2 separate regions of the Sus scrofa genome follow, and region 2 is linked to region 1. Evidence: chromatin contacts called from public Hi-C data. All regions are on one chromosome and are shown on one strand. The core of a region is the stretch at or near the end of the contact, and the rest is flanking DNA. Distances in the headings are between cores, read along the strand shown. Region 1 holds the start of AQP3 (aquaporin 3 (Gill blood group)). Region 2 has its middle 21 kb from the start of AQP7.

What was found. A called contact is a pair of places that touch in the nucleus more often than the background predicts.
Region 2: a contact with region 1 is called in a Hi-C map of subcutaneous adipose tissue, with 1.7 times the contacts expected there. The contact joins the enhancer-like site here to the promoter of AQP3 in region 1. A contact is called at or near these places in 2 of 5 promoter capture datasets (fetal skeletal muscle and liver) and 9 of 47 Hi-C or Micro-C datasets (blood, fetal heart ventricle, fetal skeletal muscle and 5 more).

The regions. Positions count from the first base shown.
Region 1 is chr10:33,043,103-33,048,791 of Sscrofa11.1, forward strand. It overlaps AQP3 (aquaporin 3 (Gill blood group)), which reads left to right and starts at 2,272. Exons shown (of 6, transcript NM_001110172.1): 1 at 2,272-2,380; 2 at 5,420-5,546. The coding sequence starts at 2,273.
Region 2 is chr10:33,117,414-33,123,806 of Sscrofa11.1, forward strand. It overlaps a transcript of AQP7 not described here. Among named protein-coding and RNA genes, the nearest start is that of AQP7, 21 kb to the left of the region's middle. Within about 2 kb of position 1,383, at least 4 of the 83 cell types and tissues checked have an H3K27ac peak or open chromatin away from gene starts, as enhancers often do. A contact at or near this core is called in retroperitoneal adipose tissue and subcutaneous adipose tissue, where this site is marked.

The sequences.
Region 1 (5,689 bases), core at 1,022-3,521:
CCAAAAAATGGAGTCCTCATTTCTTATTTTTCTTTTTCTTTTTAGGGCCACAGGTGCGGCATACAGAAGTTCCCAGGCTAGAGGCGAATCAGAGCTGCAGCTGCCAGGCTATGCCACAGCCACAGCAATGCCAGATCCAAGCTGTGTCTGCAAACTACCTCCCACTGAGTGGGGCCACGGATTGAACCCACATCCTCATGGATACTAGTCAGGTTCATTACCAGTGAGCCACAACAGGAACTCCAGGAGCCCTCATTTCTTTTTCTTTTCTTTTTTTGCCTCTTAAGGCCACACTGAGGCATATGGAAGTTCTCAGGCTAGTAGTAGAGTCAGAGCTACAGCTGCCAGCCTATGCCACAGCCACAGCAACCCAGGATCCAAGCCATGTCTGCGACCCACAACACAGCTCATGGCAACACCGGATCCTCAACATACTGAGCAAGGCCAGGGATCAAACCTGCATCCTCATGGATACTAGTTGGATTCATTTTGCTCAGCCATGATGGGAATTCCTGGAGCCCTCATTTCTGACAGCGGTTCCTTAAGAAACAAATCCCGGGAGTTCCTGTCGTGGCGCAGTGGTTAACGAATCCGACTAGGAACCATGAGGTTGCGGGTTCGGTCCCTGCCCTTGCTCAGTGGGTTAACGATCCGGCGTTGCCGTGAGCTGTGGTGTAGGTCACAGACACGGCTCGGATCCCGCGTTGCTGTGGCTCTGGCGTAGGCTGGTGGCTACAGCTCCGATTCAACCCCTAGCCTGGGAACATTCCATATGCCGCGGGAGCGGCCCAATAAATGGCAAAAAGACAAAAAAAAAAAAAAAAAAAAAGAAAAGAAACAAATCCCCAGGGCCCTTAGCCCACCTGGATTAAGTCCCTGTGGAAGATGTGGTCTCCCCTGGCAATGCTGCCAATAGAGACTGGGGTGAGGGCATATTTGCCCCAGTCCTGAGGGAGTAGGGCCCAAGTGACCAGACCTGTTTCCCAATTATTAGATGCAGCCTAGGGAGCAGGGTTGCCCCATGCCCTCCCTCAGGTGGGACAGACATCCCTCCAGTTCAGCCAGCTTAATCTCTTAAAAGGACAGAATTACCCCTGGCCAGGGATCAGCTAGAGTGGGAGTGGGGAGGGTTAAAAACAGCTGGGACTCACCCTGCTGGCAAGAATGTGGCATGTGGCATGTCAGGACAACTGCAGCTCAGGCTCTGGAGCCATGTGCAAAATGCATGGAGGTAGATGGTTGTCAAGCTCTGTCAGCCCAGCCATGTTTTTTTTTTTTTGCCTTTTCTAGGGCCCGGCGGCATACGGAGGTTCCCAGGCTAGGGATCTAATCTGCGTTGTAGCTGCTGGACTACTCCACAGCAACTCGGAATCTGAGCTGCATCAGCGACCTACACCACACTTCACGGCAATGCCAGATCCTTAACCCACTGAACAAGGCCAGGGATCAAACCCGCAATCTCATGGTTCCCAGTCAGATTTGTCAACCACTGCACCACGATGGGAACTCCAAGCCCAGCCATGTTTAACAGGCATGTGTGTGCAGCCATGAAAGATACCCAGAACGGGTGGTCAGACACACAGAACAGACATCATGTGTGGAAACAGCTGAGAATCCAGTTGGTCAGGACGTGTACTAATAGCACAAGGAGCAAGGGCCCATGGACTCTGGCTGGAACTCAACACTTGCACATGTGTTCCCATCTGGACTATGAGAGGGTCTCTTCTCCCTTGGGGACCACAGCCTCCTCCCTCCAGGCCTCTGATTGACATGCTGGGTCCAGGAGTCCTGGAGAGCTGGAGCCAGCTCTTTTCCTTCCTGTCCTGTCTCTTCTCACTGCCACCTTAGCAGGGACGGCAGCGAGGTTCACAGTAGGCCAGCCAAGCAGGTCTCTTTGGCAGTTCCAATCCCTCCGGCCCTGGTCCTGCACATGTCTACACTCCACCCTCCGCTCTCAGACTCAGCAATCCCGCAAACGGGTCTCAAGCTCCAGGCACTTCCTCCCCTAATCGCCCTCCCGGGGCCAATCCTCCCCCCAAAGTCTCCTCACGCCCCATACCCCTACCTCCCTCATTAGCTTTCCTCCAATCCAGCTTCGCCTCTAGCCCCTAGGCGAGCCGAGGGGGCGGCCCCCCAACTCCTGCGGCAGGCGCGCGGCTGGGCGGGGCGCGAGCCGCAGCGCTGCTATAAAGGGCGCCACCCGGTGCTGGCCGCCACTGCTGCCGCGCCTGACGCCACCCGCCTTCTGACAGCGCCGCCGCCTGCCCCTGCCATGGGTCGACAGAAGGAGCTGGTGACCCGCTGCGGGGAGATGCTCCATATCCGCTACCGGCTGCTTCGCCAGGCACTGGCTGAGTGCCTGGGGACCCTTATCCTCGTGGTGAGTGGAGGGACCCAGAGAAGCCCTTCTGCCTCCAGACCCACAAGTCCCGGTCCCGCTGTGCACAGGAGGAGCTGTGTTTTTTAAGACAGCCCCGATTCCTCTCCCAGCTCTGATCGACCCTCCCCAACCCCGCGGCAAACTTCACCCCTTCCAGAGTACTCTTCACCCATAGCTGTAACCCCGTCTATGACAGCTCTGACTCTTGCCAGAATGACAGCTGTTATGCCCCAGTGACAGTTCTGATAGCTTACCCTCTCACAGGAACCTATCCCACAGGCTGAGGGAGGGTCACTCTGCAGCTTGGGACCTCCAGCCCTTTCTGGCTCCCACAGTTCCCCAGGTTTCCAGAGTCCCAGACCTGAGAGGTAATGGGAGCTGTGACAAATGGGTCCCATTAGGTTATTTGGGTCTGGGATGCCTGGCTTTTAATGAATAATTAAGCCTCAGAAAGTCCAAAAGTTCCTCTGACGTGAGGACAGTTTGCCACGGGGGCTGGGGGCAGAGGGCGGGAGCCACACAGCACACAGCAGAGAGGGAAGTAAGGAGGATCCTGAAGATAGGAGACAGTGGAAGGCAGCCTTGCCTCAGGCACAGAAGACATGGTGTCATTAAAGTTTGACCCCTAGTGCTCAGCGACTCCTAGACCTGGTCAGTTACCCTGACAGATGCTGTCAGCCTCTGTGCAGAAGCATCTCAGTTACTCTGGGGGTTCTCTGAGAGGGACACTTCCCTACCCCAGTTATTCCCCATCCCAATTATTCCCTGGTTACGCCAGTTATGCTCTGGGTTGTTCCGGGGCGACTCTGTTTGCATTTCTTGGGTCTGGAGGACACACCAGTTATGGGGCTCCATTTCCTGTCCCAGTTACTCTCTGATTTTCAGCCACTCTTGTGGTTACACCTGTTTTTCTCTGGGTTACTTCTGGGTTCAGTTAGTACCCTGCTCGTGTCCCAGTCCCAGCCCTAGGTAAGACAGACCAGCCAGCTCCCTGGGGACTAGGAAGAGGAACCAGGGACAAGTAGGGCTGGGTAGCCCACCCCACAAGGTTTCATGGGGAGAGGAGGGCTGAGACTCTCTGGCTTCCAGGAACAGGAAGGGGGGAAGCCAGGCAGGGTAATTATCAACAGCCCCTCCCCAGCTCATGGTCCTGCCAGTCATCCCTTCTCTCTCCTGTGCTAGGAAGTGGGGGTGGGGTGGGCGGGCAGGTGCTTAACACCTCCTCCCCCAGAGCCTTGTGTCCCCCACGCCCTCTCTGATTTAGGGTCCAGCCCTGTTTGAGAGCAGTAAGGACAGGGGAAGCTGTCTTCCCTTCACAGAAGGGCCTCCCAACTGCCACCCAAGTCTCAGCCCCGCCTCCCCATCCCCACTCCTGCAAAGGAGCAGTCAGGCCTCCTGCTGAGCCCTAGGAGCATTTGGCTTATTATCCCTGACCACAGAAGGAGGGTGTTACCTTTTTGAAGGCTTCCAGGCTCAGGTGCTTGTGAGGCACTGGATGTCCGTGCCCAAGGAGGAGGGACCAGGCTGGGAGACCCCCGAGTGGTGGGTGAGGGCTGGCCTGCATACCTCTGTGGGCTGGGGCCCTAGAGCCTACAGTGGCAGAAAGAGGGCTGGGTTTAGGGAGCGGGAAGCCTCTTTCTCTGGGGTCCCTTGTAAGGTGAGGAGACGAGAAGGAGCGGGGAGGAAGAGGAAGATTAGTCCCAAGGTGGTGGAACTGGCTCTGACAGCTTCCCCCTCCAAGCCCTCCTGGGATGGAGCCAGGTTTGGGCCTCAGATGGGCAAGGAGCCGAGGCCAGGGCCTGCCAAGCCAGGCAGGGTGCCCCAGACCCTCACGTGCCTGTTCTAACACACACACACACACACACACACACACACACACACACACACACTTACAATCTCTGATCTTTGCTCTCACCTGCTTGTACACCTTTGCCCTGCATCACCACCCGCTGGCTTCCCCACTATCTCTTGGTCCTCCTGAAGGAGGATAATCAAAATGCTTAACAATCCAGTACAATGGGACACTGACCCATCAGAAAGGACAAGGGTCCTTAGCACAGGTCTTGGAAAATTTCTGATAGGTCAGCATAAACACTTCAGTTATGGTGAGGTGGGAGAGGAGAGCCAGGGCAGGGCTGGAGCAGCTTTGGGGGGCACTGGGGAGCTCAGAACAATAGCTCTTTACAGGTGGTACCAAAGCATATTTGCATTCAAACAAGAGGAACAGATATCCAGCCCCTCCTAGGCTTGCAGGACATGGGGGACCTTAGTCCCCTTGAATCCCATTTCTGGCAGGAAGCTTAGAACCAATCTCCCCACGTCCACTGCGCTGGGGGTCCTGGACTATGAATAGTGAGAGAAGCCCCTAAGATCTCTTTCTTTAAAACCTCCAAATCTGGGTGGGGAACCCGGACCCCTGGGGGCAAGGAGGGCAGAGTGGGTAGAGAGAGGAGGCTGTGGGACAGGGACAGGCCAAGGAGGCTAAAGGTGCTGAGAGGGTGACAAGGAGAGTCAGGGGTTCTGACACCCCAGATTCAGGAGAAGCCAGCCTGACTCCCAGACTCCTCCTTATTCCTTCGTGCCCTCCACCCCCACCCCAGCTCCTCTTTGGGGCAGAGAGGGAGGCAGCTGCAGGTGGGGGGTAAGTGAACCTTCCCACATCTGTGGGCCAGGCCTGAGGGGCTGGGGGAGGACCTGCTCAGGTGAGAGTGCCCCTTACATCCACTCCCATAGAGAGTCAAGGAAAATCAGTGAGGGCAGTTCAGCCATCTTCTGGGCCCCTAATCATAGGAGCCCAGTCCCTTCCATAGGACCCTGTTATATTAAGAGTTGGGACATTGAGGGCATGTCTGCCTCTTCTGTGGGGTATAATTGCCACAAGAGAGGGTGGGGTTTGATTCCATGAAAGGGCTTCTCATCCTCCTGTCTCCCCATGAAGGCAGAGGGAGGTAGCTGGCTTCCTCCCTTCCCTCTGGAGCAGGAGTCACTGGTCTTCAGCTGAGCCTCACTTTCCTTGCTTTGTTCTGTTTCCTGACACAGATGTTTGGCTGTGGCTCCGTGGCACAGGTCGTGCTCAGCCGGGGCACTCATGGTGGTTTCCTCACCATCAACCTGGCCTTTGGCTTCGCTGTCACCCTGGGTATCCTTGTTGCCGGCCAGGTCTCTGGTAAGGCCTTCCCCTGACCCTCAGCCATCAGCCCTCCACAGAACTTCCACCAGGTGTCCCCTAAAGAATGGGATGGGGTGGGGAGCTTTCCCAAGGGCAAGGTATAGCCATGCCTTAGCTTTGGACCCTTGGAAGAGGAGAGT
Region 2 (6,393 bases), core at 133-2,632, 73 kb after region 1:
CTGAGCCACTAGGGAACTCCCTAGTATCACGTCTTTTAAAAGATGAAGAACTAGCAATAGCATGAGAAGAGATGGTGGGAAGTGATAGGTATGGGGCCTGATGAGATTATGGGGCTGGGGCCACCAGGAGGGAGGAAGGAAAGATTGAGTGTGAGTGACATCCCATAGTGGGAGGAGATGAGCCAGGGAACCAGGCAGGCCTGGACTGGCTAGGGAAGTGCCAGCCAGCTGCCTCCCTCTGTGTCCCTGGACAAGTCTCTTTCCCTCCCTCAGCCTCAGTGACCCTGTAAACACAGAGGGTGGCTGTTCTCGTTGCTTGTGTTCCCAGAGCCATGTGAACCTAAGGCCGCGGTCACAGATGGGAGAGGCCTATCCAGGCCCAGAGTGTAGTTCCCACCCTCCTCTCCCCCTCACTGACCACTTCAGCCCTCTAGCATCCTCATGTCCCTGGGAGGTAGCTTCAGAGGCAGAACAGCCAGTGGGTCCGTCCAGATCCCCTGCCTGCTGTCTACTGCTCAGCCACAGGCCTGCACTAGGCCCACTGGCCCTAACACCCTGCAGATTCTGATCGCAATGCCAGGCTCAGATGGGCCCTAACCCCAGTCACAGAGTATTTCTGTGCACAGAGGACAGACCCCTTTCCTTCTCTTGGCAGACTGGATGAAAGCCTACAAACGTGCCAATACCACTCTAGCGCTAAGGCTGCAGGCATAAGTAAGATTAAAAAGTCCTGGGAGTTTCCATTGTAGCTCAGCAGTAACCAACCTGACTGGTATCCACGAGGATGCAGGTTTGATCCCTGGCCTTACTCAGTGGGTTAGGGATCTGGCATTGTTGTGAGCTGTGGTGTAGGTCACAGATGTGGCTTGGATCCCGTGTTGCTGTGGCTGTGGTGTAGGCTGGCAGCTACAGCTCCGATTCGACCTCTAGCCTGGGAACTTCCATTCACCATGGGTATGGCCCTAAAAAAACAACAAAAAAATCCTGTTCTTATGGAGCTGACATTCTGTGCAAAATCAGGTGTGTTCATGACACATGCTAAGGAGGAAAAGCAGGAAAGGAGAATAGGAAATATGTGAGGGTGTAAAGACTGTAGGCTTGAGAAAGTGACTGAGTTGAAGACTGTAAGGAGTAAGGGAGCAAGCTATGTGGCTACATGGACACATGAGGGAAGAGCATGCCAGGCTGAGGGAACAGCCAGTGCAAACGCCCTGAGGCTTGAGCATGGAAGGACCATTGTTGAAACAGAAAGGCTAGGACTGGAGGACAATGAGGTCAGAGCAGTGAGGAAGGAGAGTGAACCGAGGTAAAGCCTGGGGAGAAAGGTAGGTCCCACTGCAGGAAAGGAAGGAAGCAGGCAGGATGAGGTGGGGCAGGCGTCACGGCGCCTAGTGGGGCCCTTGGCTCTGCTCACACACAGCCCCTTCTGTCCTTACTCCCTGGCTGGACTCAGGAGGCACACTGGTGCAGCTCCAGAAGCCAAGCTGGGATGAAAGCTCTGGCTTCTCTCCCATTCTCCTAGGCCCAGGCCAACCTGTACAGGCTGTGCGACCTGGACAGGACCCTTCTCTTCTCTGGGCCTCCTTCCCTGTCTGTACAACATGGCTTGGATCTGTTAGTGTCTGGGGAGCCGCCCAGCTCTGACTGCTCCCAAACACTTCGAAGTCTCATGACAGATCCCACCATGACACTCTGCCCCTACACCAGCCTACGCTGTTTTCTTTTTTGTTTTTTTTAGGGCTGCACCTGTGGCATATGGAAGTTCCCAGGCTAGGAGTTGAATCAGAGCTGTAGCTGCCGGCCTATGTCACAGCCATGGTAATGTGGGATCCGAGCCTCATCTGTGATCTACATTGCAGCTTGTGGCAATGCTGGATCCTTAACCCGCTGAACGAGGCCAGGGATAAAACCTGGGTTCTTCATGGATCCTAGTTGGGTTCGTTAACTACTGAGCCACGATGGGAACTCTTGGAGGATGTGTTTGAGATGGGGATGTATGGGGCAGGAACAATCCCTCAATCCCAGGCCGGGCCCCTCCAGGGCTTTGCAGATAGAAGGCTTGGTCTTCAGCCTGGGGGTGCTGGCTTTGGGAAGAGCCTACTCCTTGTCTGCCCTGCTGCTCTCCCAGGGCCTTCAAGGGACAGACTCTCACAGGCTGTACCTAGGTCTAGCTGCTCTCACTCACTCCTCCTTCTGATGGGGTCCTGCAGCCCCAGAAGCGATGGGAGCAGCCATCCCAGGCTGGCCCCACCTCGGAGGGGGAAGGCTGTGCAGCCTGACCTTGGTTCTGCCCCCCACCCTTCTGCTGAACCCACAAGAAGTGTGACCCCACCTTCCCTTTGGCTGCAAGGCTTGTACTATGCACCTAAGAGCAGAGACAAGGCCAGCCCACCTGGATCCAAATATCCATTCTGCCACTCACTAGCTGTACGACCTCAGGATAGTAATAGCTCTCACCTCCCAGGGCTGATGGGATGAGGAAATGAGCTATGCCTGGCACATGGGGAGGGTGTGTGCTATTAACAACACTATACCCTGCATGGTCCCCTGGTCATCATGTCCCCCTCATCATGAGGCCCATCCGACACTCAAGGAATCTGAGGCCTGGGAGGTTGGCTCAGTAAGGGGCAAAAAATAGGGATTCCAGTCTTTTGTTGATAGGATCTCTGCTGGGTTTTGTTTAGTCTTTAAATTGTGAAATATATTCTGTAAACATGTGCATAAAACATATAAGTACAGTGAAAGTAACAGTAAAACACTCAAAAAACAAAAACCCCTAAATAAATGAAAACCCCAAGCACTCCAGAGGCCCCCCACCTCTCTGGGCATCAGCTTTCTCATCTGCAAAATGGGGGTCAGATGGCCCAGACGAATGAGGTGCCTTAGGTTTCGGTTCTGCCATTAGCATTCCATTCTGGTGAAGCAATGCCGTGTGTGGTTTGCCAAAGATCATGGTCTCCCCTGTGTCTGTTCCAGCTAAGGTGGGGCAGGGGTTGCTGGAGGGTGTGTCCAGGGCCTTCTGGAGGGGATGCTCTAGGCTTGGGTAAGTGGGGGCTGGAGGCTCAGAGGCTGCAAAGAGATACAGAGTTCAGGGCCAGGTACGCCCAGGCACACAGATGAGCCCATAAACCTAGGGCTGAGCCTTTGAGTCCTCCAGGGACCCAACCAAACCCTTGTTGGCTGATAAAGAGGATTCTTCAGATGAGGGTTCCAACAGGCCCCTGGAATAGCCCTGCCAGGGCAAGTACAAGCTCCTGATTCACTGCCTCCCACATTCCTCCACCTATGCCCTGGCCTCTGGGGCCAGGTTGGGGGGCACTAGAGAGAAGGTGAACTCCTAAGGAGGCCCAGTGCCTGGGCAGGGGAGACCAATGGATACACCGGCGATAGTCTGAAGGTTGGAGGAGATGAATAAGAAGTACATCCAGGGAAAGGCACAGGCCTAGGCTGGAGAAAGAGCTTTCAAGCCCAAGGCGGCAGTTATAGGCTGGCAGATTGATGAGGCGACCAAGGTAGAGATGATGGAGCCCTAGGGAGCACCCGAGTTTTAGAGACAGCTAAATGGGAGGGGGCGGCCAAGGCCTGGGATCTCCCCCTGCCCCAGGAACCTGAATATTCAGAGGATTAAACTGACTTGTGCCTTGGGGTCAGTCCCTTACCTCAGGTGGTTCATGCTGCTCAGGGCAAGTGAGGCAAAGCCGCACCCTCCACAGCAATGTGGAGAAAAGCCGCAGGGAGCCTCACCCCACAGGACTTCCCTGTAGCACTGAGTCTTCAGCTTCAGGGCCCAGCCCTGGCTCTGAGAGCTGATTCCTACGCTGGCCTCTTGATGACAGAGTGCCCAGGGCAAAATCCTCAGACCTCTTCTCACTCACCCTCTCCCTGCAAAATGATTTCACCAGCCTTTAAATACCATTATATGCCAACAGCTCCCCAAATTAGATCTCCAGCTCAATCCTGTCTCCAGATTTCAGACTTCCATGGACAACCGCCTACTGGACAGATTTTCATCCCTCAAGCCTGCTCCTCCCACTCTTTCCTTGCTCAGGCCAAAAACTTTGAAGTCATCTCTGTTCTTCTCACACCCCACACCCAGCTGTCAGCTAGTTCTCTAGGTATTATCTGCAAAGTGTATCTAGAATGCAACCACTTCTCAGCATCCCAGGTTTGAACCACTCTCACCTCACTCTTGGATTGTAGCAGTGGTCCTCTGACTGGCCTTCCAGCCTCTCTCCTTGCTCTGACTCAGTCCCATAGTCTAGTCTCAATATAGCAGCTGGGGTGATCCTTTCCAAAAACGAGCCAGATCTTATCATTCAGTCCTCTGCCCTAAGCCTTCCAATGACCTCTACTCTCTCCTTTATTCATCCTATGGCCTGATGGTTTTGCTGCTCCTTCAAGGGGCATGGCACGTTCCACCACTGAGCCTTTGTCACGTTCCCTCTCCTTGAGATGTTCTTCCATCAGATATTGCATGTTTTTCCTCCTGTGCCTATACTATGTACCTCAATAAGAATATAAAATAGTATTTAAAAAATAAATGAAAAGGTGATAAACTTAAGATATTGGTTATAAACTCATTTAAAAAGTTTTAAATAATGCTCTCCTGAGGCAAAGTGTAAGCACTTTCCCTGCCCAGGTGCGTGCTGTGGGGATATACACTGCCCCCTTGTGGCCACCATAGGAAAAGGTCTCATCTTCTGGCAGTATTCTCTGCATTGATTCTCTAACTTCCCTTCCACTGGTCCTGACCCGCTGGGCCTTGCACCCCAGGACTCCTGGATGAGCTGTGTGAGATGCCACTGCTCTGCATGTGGAGTGGAGAGGACACAGGTTTTTAAGTCATACCTAGTAGGAATTTCACATTCTCAGTTCACTGAATTATCTTGGTCAATGATCTACCTTCTCCAACCTTCAATTTCTGCATTGGTAAAATGGGGACAATAAGGATATGTATTTTATGGGGCTTGTAAAAGGGATAAGTGCAGTGCTTGTGTATAAAAAATTCTCAAAAGCTGGTATCTACTACTAGAAGTGAGTCTTGGGAAAGTGGGTAGATGAAGACTTCTGACTCCCTCACCCATGTGGCGGGCTTCAGGTAGGCTGGGGTGGTGGTAGAATGGCAGGGGCGGGGGGTGACTGAAGGCTAGAGTGCTAGAGTGGCTTCACCACTGCTCTGTTCCTTCCCCTCCTATGCTCTGACAGTCCTGGGACAGGCTCCAGAGGCTTGCCCATGCTGAGATGGGCCATGACACTCAGAGACCCTTCCCACCTCTCAGACCCCACCTACCTACTACCCTCCCAAAGGCTCAGGCAGGAACTGTTACCCACCTGACAGGTGGGCAATGCCCAGACCCTGGAAGCAAACTGCACAGGGTGACAGCAAGCTGAGGCAGCCAATTGGGTATCCCGGCAGTTTAAGCAGGGTTCTCTGCAGCCAGGTCTCCCAGGAGGCTGTGCACATGAACCCTGGGGCTGAGGGCTGCCTGAGCCACTGGAAAGGACTCTGAGGGGAGTCCGTGGAGAGCTCCCTTCTTCTGAGGACTAACCCCCGCCCCCCGCCCAGCCTAGGGCAGTTCCAGGTTGGGAAACCCAAAGCCTGGATCCCAGCCCTGGTACATACGCCTTGGAGGCTTGTCCCTTCAGGGTGGGCCTTTCCTGACTGGGGGTGGCCTGGTTTAGAGAATGCCCTGGGGATCTGTGAGCTCTGAAAGGCCACAGGAGATGGTGGGGAACATTCGCGTTGAGGCCCCATGGGGAGTTTGGGAGAGAGAACTTTCCTGATGGTGTAGCAGGGTGTGTGACAGGACTCATGTGAAGGGAAGGAGCTCTAGGCCGGTCCTCCCCCACCAATTCTGGCAGGTCTCCCTTAGAGTACAAGGGCTCCAGGCTTTCAGGCATGAAGCAAGGCCGGCATCATGTGGAAAAGACTCCCCCAGACCTAAACCTCTGGACCCACTCTCTCAGGGGAGACCTTGCGCCTCCCCTCTCCTGGCCGGTTCCCCGCCTCACCGGGCCCTGTCCTGGATGGGATCCAGAGGGCTTCACACAGACCCTGCAGTCAGGAGGGCTGCTTTCATCTCTATCCTGCACACCAGCTCCCACTGCATGTCAGGCTGGCTGCACTGTTGAGAAGAGCCAGCCCTGCCAGAGAGAATTCCAGAGTTAAGAACTTGGTCTCTGGAAAGTTCTGGCCTCATGAAGAAACTCTTGCTGAAGGAGACTGTGGGGCTGGAGGAGTAGGAAGAGAGTACCTGATTCTCGTATGGGGTCCTGATACCCACGGGCTCCCTCCACATAAAGGATGGAGGTGTCGTTCCCTTCGGCCTACAGTGAATATAATTTACTTACTTGGTTGTGTAAAATTCTGGCCACTGTTTGGTGAGAATCTAC